Linked DNA regions of Bactrocera dorsalis: region 1 is linked to region 2. The links are chromatin contacts, called in public Hi-C maps. All regions are on one chromosome and are shown on one strand. The core of a region is the stretch at or near the end of the contact, and the rest is flanking DNA. Distances in the headings are between cores, read along the strand shown. Region 1 overlaps LOC105227845 (teneurin-m). Region 2 holds the start of LOC105227843.

What was found. Hi-C and Micro-C count contacts between places; a contact is called where the count stands out from the background.
Region 1: a Hi-C map of whole body shows a contact between it and region 2, with 2.3 times the contacts expected there. The contact joins the enhancer-like site here to the promoter of LOC105227843 in region 2. A contact is called at or near these places in 2 of 2 Hi-C or Micro-C datasets (both in whole body).

What each region holds. Positions count from the first base shown.
Region 1 is chr5:68,563,389-68,569,862 of ASM2337382v1, forward strand. It overlaps LOC105227845 (teneurin-m), which reads right to left. Exons shown (of 11, transcript XM_049457225.1): 5 at 3,641-6,474; 6 at 1,820-2,103; 7 at 938-1,349; 8 at 272-817; 9 at 1-203. Among protein-coding and RNA genes, the nearest start is that of LOC109579177, 21 kb to the left of the region's middle. Within about 2 kb of position 1,318, the one cell type or tissue checked has open chromatin away from gene starts, as enhancers often do.
Region 2 is chr5:68,524,679-68,531,707 of ASM2337382v1, forward strand. LOC105227843 reads left to right here and starts at 1,260. Exons shown (of 12, transcript XM_049457228.1): 1 at 1,260-2,379; 2 at 3,510-7,029. The coding sequence starts at 1,611. It overlaps LOC105227839 (splicing factor 3A subunit 2), which reads right to left and starts at 954. Exons shown (of 2, transcript XM_011207375.4): 1 at 741-954; 2 at 1-681. The coding sequence starts at 840.

The sequences.
Region 1 (6,474 bases), core at 68-2,567, 39 kb after region 2:
ATTGAACGTCTCGAGTTTCGCATAGTTCTGTAGGCTGCTCTCGTCAATCAGGAATTTCATGCGCTCGAAGAAGGATGCGGTAATGGCCGGCGGTTGCTTGCGCAGCAAGACATCAATCGGCTTGGGCGCGGATACGCACAGCTGCGATGTCTTGCACACATGACTGGCACAGCACTCGGGATCCTCACAGTCGACGAGACCATCTGGCGCATAACACAATTTATTATTATTAATATTTAGATGAAAAAATATGCCAAGTACACACGCTTACCCTTGTCGTTGTCCTTGCTGTCGCCACAATTCAATTCGAGCGCTATGCCGCAGTCGGGACCATCCCAGCCCTCGTAGCAGCGACACTCCCACTGACCCTCGCCGCTCACGCGACACTGTCCATGCGCCGAACAGCCATTCGGACAGCCTTCGATAGTGCAGTGCTTGCCATTCCAACCGGTCACGCACAGGCAGGTGCCATTCTTGCATTGCCCATGCTCATTGCAGCGCGTATCGCAGAGTTTGGTGTTGCAATATTCGCCACCCCATTCCGTGTCGCAAGTGCAGGCATCGCCGACACAGCGTCCATGCTGTCCACAATCCAAATCGCATAGCTCCTTCGAGCAGTCATCGCCGCTCCACTTTGGCTCGCACGTGCAGGTCTGCGTGTCCACATCGAAATTGCCGTGATTGGAGCAATCTGGCAGGCATTGCAAGGCGTCCTTGTCGACGGTGGCGCAATCGGTGCCCTTCCAGCCCTTCTTGCAGATGCAAGTGCCGTCAGCGCAGAAGCCATGACCCGAGCAGTTCGGATGCGGACAGTCAACTGGAAAGCGTGAAAAATACAGCAAATTATTTAGTAATTTTGTAAAGCATACGTTAATGTAAATAATTTGTTGACTCGTCATTTTCAAAAAAAAGTTGTTGTAAAATGCGCGTTCATTACCTTCCTCACAGAATTTGCCCTTATAGCCGCGCATGCACTGGCACTTGCCGCTCACGCAGTGACCATGTCCATTGCAATCGGCCACTTCGCACTCATCGTGACGCAACGAGCACTCTTTACCCTTCCAACCGGGATTACAAATACATTCGCCGTTAATATATTCGCCATGTTGCGAGCACAGCACTGGACAAACGCTCTCACTGCAGTCGTCGCCACCAAAGCCGGGATTGCATTGACAATGCCCGAGCAAGCATTGGCCATTGCCGGAGCAACCGTTCGGGCAATTCTGTGTCATATCCTCGGCAATGGCGGCATAGAAGGTGACCTCTTGCGCATCACCATCATCGTTGTAGAGCGAGACGAACCAGTGACCGGGCTCCATGTAGCGTGTTACCTCGCGCGTTATCGATAACTGTGCGCGGCAAGTAAGCGCACAAGAGCGTAGATGGAGTAGAATGAGCGCGCGTTCATATGCGTGAAGCGCGTTTATATCCATGAAGCCAGGCGTAGTGTAGCGTTTAGCGATGAACGTCGTTGAGCGATGAATATGTGTCGATTTGATGTTGTTGTGTGTATGGTATGTGGTACATGGAACGCATATATGTGTACAGAGATGTGTGTATAGCGGTTTGATTTTGTTGTGTACGGGATGAGAAACAAGAAAAACACAGAGAAACAGTTCGGTTAATGAAGCATTAGTTGTACGTTAACGAGTTTGAAGCGACAAATAATACCTTATAACTATGCCATAAACTAAAAAACTAAGACCATATACGAAATGTAACCACCTAATGATAAGCGCTTGCGTAATAAATTTTAATAAACTTATGTCTACAACTACAAATACACGCTTATTGCTTAGCAAAACAGTAAGCTACTCACGTGTGCTGCGCGCGCTGTCCTTGTGCTGGCGCTAAAGCCGCTCAACACCTCCTTAAAGTGATACTGTGTGTGTGTTGGCAATGCGTTGCGACGCCCATAGACACCTATCGATGCGCCGCGCGGTATGGTGTAATCGAACTTCACATAAGCCGGTTCCGATTGATAGAACTGCATATTCCAATAGCTATAAGGTTGTATCTCCTTGGTTAGTTTCTGTCCCAGTGTGATTTGTCCAAAGGTCGTGCCATCTGGTGGGAAGCTGCGTGCCGGGAAAGTACGCGCACCTACTCGGCATAGTACGCCCAAGGTGTGAGTATATTAGTAAGGCGCGTATACGTTTCGCAGGCGCGTTAAGTTGCACGCGCAAATGCAATGAATGATGAGTATTGCGAGCGCCATTAATGCGTGTGATGAGCGTGTTGAATGTACGTAAAGCGTGTTATACAAACGCGTGGTGAGAGAGAAGAGAAAAGGGAAAAAGCGTACGTTTTTTAGAAAAGGTATTTAAATATTTCTTTTTTGCTTAAATGTAAATTTTATTTAATTTTCTTTTAATTTAATTAAATTTTTCTTTAATTTAATTTTGTTATATTTATAGAAAATTTACAAGTTTGTATGTAAATTTACAAGAATCGATTTTATTTTACAGTCTGTCGTTGGTTAACAGTTTTCGCTGTCACTAGGTACAAACAAAAATATGAAAGATGAAATTTTGTTAAGCAATTTTTGCGCTTCCAACGACATTGTCGGTAGCTGTTAAGCGGTTGCTTCATTAATATAGTGCCTTGCAGCTGCTGTCGGCTTTAAAACATATTAAATCTCTTGTGTAGTTGTCAAAAGAGCAATGCGGCTTTCCTATTGGCTACCCAGCATTGTATGAGTTTATGCGCTTCATGTTAAGTGCGCTCTCTTAGCATGCGCATATTTGTTGTTTGTTGTGAGCGTGTATCACACAGTGCTCAGCACGCATATGTATTGCGTGTAGTTGTTTTCTTTCGTTGCCATTTGCGCGCATATAATTCTCAACCGCTTTATTGTAAAGCTGCAAATCGCTTAAGATATTCCTTTGTTTGCTATAGTTAAAATAATGTATTTGTTTTGTTGATGTATTTGCATGGGTCTTAAGTTAATTAATGAGTTATTTATAACATAATTCTTTTTTCTGGTTTTCTTACAGCATTTATACCACGAGGTAAGTGTATCTTACATTTTCTAATGATAATGATTTTTATTTTGCTTTTGATGTGATGCGATATGTTTGAATTTTGCCCATTGCCAATTTCTGTACTTAAGGTGATATTGAGGTTATGTATACAAGTTAGTATGAGTAATGAAAAAATCCAAAAATTATAATGAGGTTATAACTAAAACTTAAAGTTATAGTCATAATTATATAGAGTTAGTAGACATTTTCCAGTAGTCAGAGTAGGTAAACCTAAGCATTATGGCTTCCAAAATCAAAAAAGTTGAAGTATTTTATATATTTACATATATTATTATATAATTAGTAAATATTTTTTCATATTTATATATATTATTATATAATTAGTACCATTAGATCGCACTTAAACATAAATATAACTTTATGTATGTACAAAGTACAAGCTATAACCTGCACAGTAAAGAAGTAAAATAACAGCTTTGAGATTAGAACTTTACAATTATGTATTATGAAAGGTTATTTATTTATATATGAAGAGTTTGAGCGTTCTTTTTAAGTTTGCTACATAATTAAATACTTCAGTTTGTTAGTCTACAAGCCGGAGGTGGTGAGTTGTTAGTAGTTTTTTTAGTCACCATTAAACCATTAAAGACAATCACCTTCAAGTATCAGAATAGGCATAACATCAGGACATGCAATTTTGCTGCCATCACCAACAACAACATGATCATCAACACTGACAGCTTGCGCTGCATCAACACCAAGCAAATTAGTAAATGTAGCAGTGGTAGTTGTTGAAATGAGAGAATCTTCAGTGGTATTAGTCAACATAGTTGTTGTGCTTGTAGCAATTGCTGGTGTGTATGGTAAATGAATGAAATTGTCGGTAGTTTGCGGCGCTGTGGTCGTTGCGGTAGCGGTGGGAGCGTCGGCGTTATCAACACTATCCGCTAATGGCACAAAGTGTGCCTCGTTGTCAACAGCGTCAAGCACTTCAGTTGCACTTAAGAAATCCGCGCACTTGCAAGGGCATTCCGGTATAGGTGGCGGTGGCTCGGGTATGCAATAAGGACTGATTGGCGCTTGCTCGGTGTCGTGTGCATACGTTGGTGGCGGCGCATCTTCATCGTGCGCTGGCGTTTTCAGGCGCTCATGTGTTAACACCTCTTGCACATCGTGCGTTTGACCGCCGATCGGCACGGCCACATGCAACGTATACACAGAGTTGCTATCACCTTCGGTAGCGATCGTCACATTCACGAGTATGTGCTTACCCGGCGCATCGTATGTTTCGCTCACTATGGGCGCTTTGAGCGGAAAGTTTGGCAATTTGTCAGCGTAGCTGTTGACCGCGTTGTTTGCTACGCCTGCTTTGAGCACTTCGTTTTCTGCTTGCGCTGGGTATTTAGGCGGCCGACTGGTGACGATTTCTTTACGTTTGCCATGCGTGTACTTCGGCGGCTTTGCGGGCGCACCGTCTATGGTTTTATAGATTTCATCCTCGCTCGAGCGTGTATCCTCCAATTTGATAATATCAATGTCGTCCGCATTGGGTTCGGCAATGAAATGCTGGTAGTCATTAGTGGCTGCGTAAGCTTTGGCGTTTGTATGGAAATTACGATTGCGCTGCATTATGTTCTCGGGCGCGTTGTGGTTTCTAGCGTCTTTGTTGTTGTGTTTGTAGTTGTGCTGCGGCATTAAACCGTCATTAAGCATCAGCTCGTCTTCCGCGTTGCTTTCATCATCAGCAACTGTTGACGCATTGTTTCCATTACCACTTAAATGTGTTGGTTGCATTGTTGTTGTATGCGCTAGAACTTCAGCAGTTGCGGGTTCAGTTGCGTAATTGTAGTACAGTTTTTCGGTTGTTTGTGCCGCGTGTGTTTCAGCAGCTTGCTGAACGCTCATTTGTGCTATCATTTGTGTGCGGTCTGTTACTGACGTTGTCTTTACCGCTACAACGTCAGTTGCTTCCTCCGTTGATACGCCAACATCTTCAACATTTTCAACATTTTCTACATTTTCTAATGACAGCAAATCGTCCACGGCTCCAACGTTTTTACTTTCATAACCCGAATCTACCGAAATCCTTGCTTTTACTTCCCGTTGCTGCTTTCTTGCAACAGTTTTTTGCCTTGCCACTGACGCGCGCTCATTTATCTCCATCGTTTGTCGTTCATCAGCTGTTATCATTAGTTTTGTCGTTGTTGTTGCTGTTTCAGCATCCACGCCAACTAACGCTATGTGTTTTTCAATCATTGCTGCCCGTTCATTTTGCATTTGACTTTCGTTTAGCTTAATTTTCAGTTCACTTTCAGTCGCCGCGCGCCCCAACTCCCATGCTTCGTCGTAGTCGTCGTCTCTTGCTTCCGTGCGTGTATCTACATCATCCACATCATCATATGCTGCGCGCTGCCCCGCTTTTTGCTCATTCATTTCGGATTTATCAATTTTTATGACACTTGACGTGTCTGCGGCCAGTGGTGTGGCTGGTGTCCGCGCATCATGCCCAACATCATCATAGCTGTCAACCAAATCACGCTCATTATTGTTATCATCAGTTGCAGCTACGTCGGTATCGCTTTCACTATCGTCGTTCAACGCGTTGTCGCTTGCGCCATTATGACGATTGATTTGAGTACTATTTACCTCATCAAATTCGTGTTGTGGCGCAGTAGTTTCATGTGCGCTCGCATAGCGTATATACTGACTCACATTATCTGGCAATTTTTTAGTCGCATTAACGTCTATTTTATTGTCATTACTTATGGCGTTGTTTTCTCGAAATTGCACAGCGCCTATGTCAGCGTTATTGCCGCGCTCTACTTCCTGCACCGCACGTTGTGCTCGTTCGGCTACTGGTGGTCTGTCAATTTGACTATCATCATCAATAACCACATCGAGAAACTGTACTGCCGCTGGCGCTAGTTGTACAGGTGCGTGAATTGGGCGCCCAAAGTGCTTTCTAAGCGTTTTCATATATCTCGGCTCGTTCGCTTTACGTAAACGCAAATTGCTTTTTGCATGCTTATAGGCAGCGCCTTCTTCGGTAGTTCCTTCGTTGGGCTCAGCGCGCATACTTATTACATTAGCGCTTGCCGTCGCGTCCGTTGTAATCGATATCTCATTAATTGTAGACGCTGCTTTAAAAATAAGTTCTTCTCTTCCTTTGACTTTGTTAACAAACTCTGCATGCGGGACGCTTACTTCACGTTGCGTGTCACCTTCAACATAATCAATATCACCATCAAATATATCACGAATGTCGCTGGCTGTAAGGTCAATAGCTGTGTGCGCCGCTGCTGCTGTTGCTGTTGTTGTTGGTGGAGTGAGCGCGTCTGCAATTGTATACTCTTCATCTTCAATTTTGTTTTCTTCAAGCGACTTTGTTGCCTCACCCGCACATTTTGTTGCGCTTGCTTCGTCAGCATCATTTCCGCACGCGGCGTTTGGCGCGTCGCCGCCTGTCAAATTTGCTACTTCATTATTTTTA
Region 2 (7,029 bases), core at 10-2,509:
GTAATACGCCCATTGGAGGAGGTGGTGGTACGCCATTGAACATATGATGAGGACGAGGCGGTCCCGGCATTGGAAAACCAGCGGCAGGGCCAAGACCACGATGCAATTGCGGTGGCGGAGGTGGAATAATTTTGGGTTCGAATTTGAAGGAGAATTGGAGGAAAAATTGCTTTGTATCACGATTCCAATGTGTCCAAAATTTACCTTCGGTTTTTTCCACTTCTCGCGATGGAACCTTAAAAGCAATCGTTTCATATGGCTCAGCAGCAAATAACAAATATTGCCATTTACGATCTGGTGGTTCTATTTTCTGTTCATAAGCGGACATGAATCGGTGACGTGGTATGATTCCTTCAGTGATTTCAGGATAATCAATTTGGAAAAGTAATGATTGCTGACCATTAGTAGGATCACGTTGCTTTGTCACACGGTAACCTGGACGACCAATCTTAACAAATTTTTTCGGCTCAACTCGTGGTTTCTCCGGCGCTAGCATGGACGGCGCCTCCTTAGCTTCTTTTGCGGCACGCCGAGCCAAGTTCTCTTGATGTTTCTTTCCTTGCGTATGTGCCAAATAACTGCCCTCATTATTGTGAAGTGTTAGACAAAGTTTACATTCATATGAACCCAAATGATTTTTCATAAAATATGGATCCTTATTCAAATCAATTGTTTCCAAAGCTAAATAGAAAAAATAAAGATGTAGAGAATAGTTAACAACGCCAATGTGGAAAACTTACCAAGCTGCCGTAGTCGTTCTTTGCGGTCACGGTTAGTTTCTGACCAAGAAGCAACTCCACCGCTTCCGGTTTTTCCACCGGCTCTATTTTGGAAATCCATTTTTTAAGCTGGTGTACACCAATAAAGTAAACTTTTATAATATTTTAGTAAAAATTAATAACATCAATTCAATGTGTCTCGTTTATGTGTACTTTGACAGATTACAATATGCCAAAAATTTGTGTTCAAAATGTCAAATGTTTCGTTCCTTCGCTTATGACAACTGAGCGGCATTACCGTATCGAGTTATTTAAGTTGTGTAGAGTTCTACAAATTTGAATAGTTTAATATTTATAATCAATCAAATAATACAAACTAAAAATTGCTGATAAAGTGCACATTATATTGCAAATTTTTAAATCTTCATTTATTGTAATTAGTTGATAAATTTTTGTGTAAATAAAAATTTAATAATTGCGGAAATAATTTTTGTATGTGCACCCTGTGTTATTGCCCATGCCTAAATAACTTCGCCGTAGTTTGTGACATTTGTGAAGAATTTTCTTTCGACAGTAGACAACGAGGTGCGCGATAAAGGCTTTAAAAATTAATTAATGAGGAATTTAAAATATCTTAGTGCCTGCTGAATATAATAAAAAATTGAAAACCGGTTTTAATTTCTTGTTGTGTTAAATTCACTAGATTTAAAAGTACGTGGATTTCATTAATTTTTGAATGTGCATATTCTCGTGTTTTCCCCGAAACCTACATGAAATATTTCTACAAGTGAAGAAATTCTACGCTACGCTCAAAACGCGTTATTAGATGCATTAAGCTGATGTAATATATAAGTATAATGAAAAAATAAAAAGTGGGTTTAATAATCAAATATGAGTGATTGTGAAGCGCTAAATAATAATGTAGCAACAAATGAAGCTCTTGCAGTGAGCAATGTAATTACTATGAATAACCGAGCAGCCACAAATTCTAAGCAGAGTGCTGCTACTGATAGTATCGCTGAATATGCTAGTACCAAAAAAGGTCAATTATCCGTCATGTCAACAACAAATGATGTGGAGTGCACAGTAAATCCTGTGGGCGAAAGCAAATCTCAAAATGCTACTACTGTTAAGAATTTGACTCAGACACATCTTACCCATGGTCCTACTTCCGCAATGGATTCAATAGTCTCAAACCAAAGTCAAAAACCCGACAGTAACAAACGTGTCATACGCAAAATTATGGTAATTGATCCGAAAAAATTGCAACAAGCTGGTTTAGATCGCAAATTGGCCGAAGCAATCGGTAGGCATAAGCTAAAGGCAATGGCTAAAGAACAGCGCAGACGGGTACAAGATTGGGATACTCATAAGTTGCAAGTAAATGATGCGTCCAAAGGAGCTAATAAACCAACCCAAACTGTAATTTCGTCATTAAAGGCAACAGCACAAGCTGTCGCTCCTGCAACAGTAACCACACCATATACTGCAATAAGCAATTCTACGCCAAATACAACTAATGCAACACAACAAGTCTTTTCTTCGATAAAACCACTGGATTCATTGAAAAATTGCCTTTTGGTGCCAGCTGCAACGGAAAAAGCTGCTTCCCCAAAAATTAATGCGCCGCCGATTAAGACAACAGTTTCGGCTCCCACGGGTAAGTGATTTCTTCAAGTTTAATATCAATAATCTATATCCCACAGGAAATTTTTGAGTCCTTATAGATTATATCTGCAATATTTTAATTTAAAATCTATAATGTCGCAAACATTTAGCCATAATATATTCCATGCACGCGTGGCTGAGTAGTTAGTGTTGTTGTTCGTTAAATTGTAGGTCGCGAGTTCGAGGCGTGGTTACACTTGAGCTTTAACGTAGTTACATACAATTTTTTTATTGGTATTTTGTATACCATCATATAAATTTTAAAACCAAAAGTCGTGCAAAAAAGTGCAAAGTGCGTTTGCTTACTGTCTAACAGATGTGCCGGTGACGCATTCATTGTTATTGTTTTATTTTTAGAAAACAGTCTTATTTATAAACTCTATTTGTTGGCATTACCTACATGTTGTTCGAAAATATTATTTATTACACGTTTCATGGTATATGTATGTAAGTGGTATAGTGATTTGTTAACTCTTAAATTTTATTTTCCAAAACTGTCTGGTCTACAACCGTGCAAATACTGCCAACACTGCAACATCCCCGAAAAATATTTGTTTCCAGTTTATGGGTTGTTACAACAATAAAAACAACTTTTCATTCCGTTTGTAATAAATTGTCATTAAAAATTAATGATTTTTGAATATTCTTAAAGAAAATAGTTGCACAGACATATTTATAGGTCATGTTGCCATAGTTGGTGCATAACATTGATATCTGTTATGTTTAAAATGTGCAAATAAAAAGTGAAAGTAATTTTTTTTTCTTAACTTATTTTCAAAATAATTGCTAGATATGAAGCATTTGGTCCAAAACTCTGGCATGCTTTGCTGGCTTAGGTATCAAATGAGGGGGTGAAAACAGCGGCTGTACTAAGGGTCACAGTTCGAATCCTGTTTATGGCTAGATAAATCTTAGAGATAAGGTTTATATTTTCCACAATATTTTTGTTAGTTAATGTAACAGAAAATGCGAAATTGATTAGCGTACGACAAAAATTTGTAAATACATACAATTATATGTATATCCTATTATTCCACAAATCTTCGGGCCTACCAAAGCTGGAATATGGAATTTATTTTTTTTATGCATAAACTTTAAATAAGCTCAAATAATATTTTACAGCTACCAAATCGCCTTCCGCTGAGCGTAAAGTTTTTGTTACGCCGAAGATAACCATAACGCGACCCGGCGAAGAACCGCATACAGTACGTATAGTGCCCGAGCATCGCTTAGAAAATGTGAAATACATATTACAATGTAAGATTTTGAAACGCCAGCAGTTGGCAGCTGTACAGGCGCCGCAATCTCCACAATCGCCACAAGTTGCAACCTTATCGACGTCACAGCACACCACACCAACAACTGAAATGCCCTGCATTGAGCCGAAAACAGACATGGAAGAGTTCATGAACAAACCCAAAGGTCAACAAGCAAAAAAACCATCCCCTGCTAAAACTCCGCAAGATATAGCACGTGTACTCGATTTTAGTGCAGATGCTGCTACTGCAAGCCGCTCTACAACAACTGTGTCGGCTCTAAACGCAAATGAGCATCAAACAGAAAAGGTTAGCACGGTCCATAGTCCAGTACACATAAGAAACTACAGTCTCAATGCACGCAAAGAGTCGCCCGTAAAGGAGGAAGCTGCTGGTACGCGCGCAGTCGATGTTGCACGTTTGGTGGCGCGCATTGGTAATGTAACAATGCGTAAAAACACCGTACAGTCGCCAGACAAGGCAGCTAATATAATGGAAATACCTAAAGCCACCATACGTTGCAAGAAACTGCCAGTGCAAAGCAAACCTAACCATGTGACTAAAAGAGATAATATCACAAAACCATTTCTGGAACCAAGCCTGGAACCGACTGCTTCACCGTTATTAATAAACAAAAATATAGTTGCAACCAACGTTGAGCATCCGTTAAGCACAGTCTATAAAGCTCCAGCAAAGCAGCCAACAGAAGCGTTGAACGTTAAAGCCTCTACCACTGCCGCGCTTGACAACCAAAACAATGCGCCTGCACAGTTCAACAACTTTCCGCTATATTCGCCACTGAAACAGCCATTCCCAGTCGTTACACACTCACAAGATTTGCCTTTACCCACAATCTCCACATTCAAAACACCCTTTCCTACCACTCTGATTAAAGTCGGTCAAATGGGTCAGACACAGGGTGATGATACAGAAAAAACCAGCGATAATTTCTTGAAAAATACATATTTCGTAACACCGGCTGTTACCATCCCCATAGCACAAACGCCAAAAAGTCTGATTGTGTTGGAGAACAAAGTTTTATCACAAGATGAAAAGATTGATCTGACCGCATTAGGCTTTGGTACACCGAAACTAGAGTCAACACCAGGCGTAACAATGAAAACGAACGAAACAGCGACAACTACACACAAAGCGCAGGAAACGGCACAAATTTCGCAAACGAAAATCGCGTCTAGCACGTCGTCAGCCGTAGCAAATGTGTTACCACAGAAGGGCGCTAAATTCAATAATCGCACGATTGTGTCGATGGATAAACTGAAATTGTCCTCGGATAAGATAGCTGAGCTTGTCAAGGCGATACAGTTGAAAAACGCAAATTCACCGAAACACTTTCTTGTCGTGCGTAAAGCGGAAAATGTGGCGAAGGCAAGCGAAAACACCGGCGTGTTGCGACAAAATGAGACCAGTGTTACACAAACAAGTCCGACCTTGACACAACCAGCAGAGAATACAGCAAGCGTAGACTTCCCAGCGCCTAACAAGAACATTGCTTCAATAGAAAAAGCGAACGAAACGCCAATAAGTCCAACACCAAACATTCCAGTGTCCAAGTTAACAGAAATTTATACAAACACTGCAACACATACTAATAAGATAACTGAAACTACTACCCAAAACGATTTTCAACCTAGAACTGCAGTGGTTTCCACGTGTCTTACGACCGCTGCGACACCTATTACATGCCAAGCACCTAAAACTGTTGTCGACTCACAATTCAAAGAGAACGCAGAATTCAAAAACCCTTTGCCGCCTAATCCACCGAAACTAACCGACTCAGCTCAAATTGCACACAACAAATCTTCCGTTTGCGTGGTGGATAGTGGCGATGATGAATCGGATGCATCGCTATCTGCTGTTGACTTCATTGCTTCGTTGGCGGCTGAAAACCCCATAACGGAGGATATGCAACTGGAACTCTCGCCGGAAGAGCTCAATTTGAATGCTTCATTCGCAATGAATTTCTCACCACTCCGTATTCCATACCGCGATAGAACAGAGAGCGTAAAGAGTGAATTAATTGAGCAGGATATATATGACGCCTGTAATGTGCCAAATGCCGAAACATTGCCCGAGTTATTTGAGTCCGAAATGGCTGCCGATGACGTGCAAATCGGTAAAATCATAACTATCAGTGAGGAGAATATTCTAAAGGCTGTTGCTGCCTCAAGCAAATTGGATGCCAATAATGAACAAACAAATAACGGTGCACAAGAGGTATTTAAACTCACAAAGAGCACAGAACGCCTTGATACTATTGCAGAGGAAACACAAGTCAATAATTTGGATAATGTAAACAATCTCGACATTGTCGCAACTGACAGTTTAACGGAATCGACAGTAGGTCCAATTATAGTTAAGAATCTTGAAATTGGTACTATAGAGAACTTTGAAGAAAATCGCACAAGTGGCGTGATTGTGAAATCTATGGACAATAGAGAAATCAATAAAAATGTGGACGCTGGAGTACCGGTTACCAAACAAATTCACATATTACCCTTAGCTGGTGAAGCGTTGTCCCAAAGCTCCGTGACCATAGAAAAAGTTATGCCAGACGCAGACAAATCTGATCAATGCAAAATATCGACGGAACCCCCTACTGCCAACGCAACAGAGACTAGTCAAACAACACCGAAAATACCGAATGTTATCAACGTGGGTGATAAAAATACCGAAACCGTGTCAGTGGTCAAAGCTGACGCAAGCGTTAGTCTAGCAACAGGGAGAGGAAACATAGATGAAGTGCTTAGTCCTCATAAACCCAAAGCGTTGGCTGCAAGTGAGCAAGAGGTTATTCGAACAGCTGGAAGTGGAACCGCAAACACTAAAACGGAAGCCGAATACAAGTCAGTCAAGCCAACGGAGAGCTCCACATTGCCAACGGATCCTACCAGTCACCTTCAGAATGAGAAGCTTGCTGAGCCCGTTGAAAATGTGGCGTCAGTTGCTGGAGAAAAGGCGAAAGCTGTGCCAAAACGATTACCACGTTTCAAGAAAGGCAAGATCAATTTGGTTCAACGTAAGAAAACAACAGCAGGTGCACCGGTAAAGCTACAGGAAACAAAGTCGATATCTGAAAATAGCAACGAAGCGACTTCAGATCAAGACCTGAATGAGAAAAAAACTACTGTAGAAGAGATGGCTGTGACATCAAAGTTGGAGAAGATGAAAGAAGGCCAAAAATTAAATGAGAAAGAAACTGCGAAGGAAGCAGAGATCGCTGACTCATCTAAGGTGGGCAGGGAGATTGATGAAAAAGTAGAGAAGGTGAATAAAGATCAAATACTAAATGACAAAGAAACTGTATTGGAAGAGATCGCAGACACAGCTCAGCTGGACGGAAAAACTATAGAAGGGTTAGACAAGTT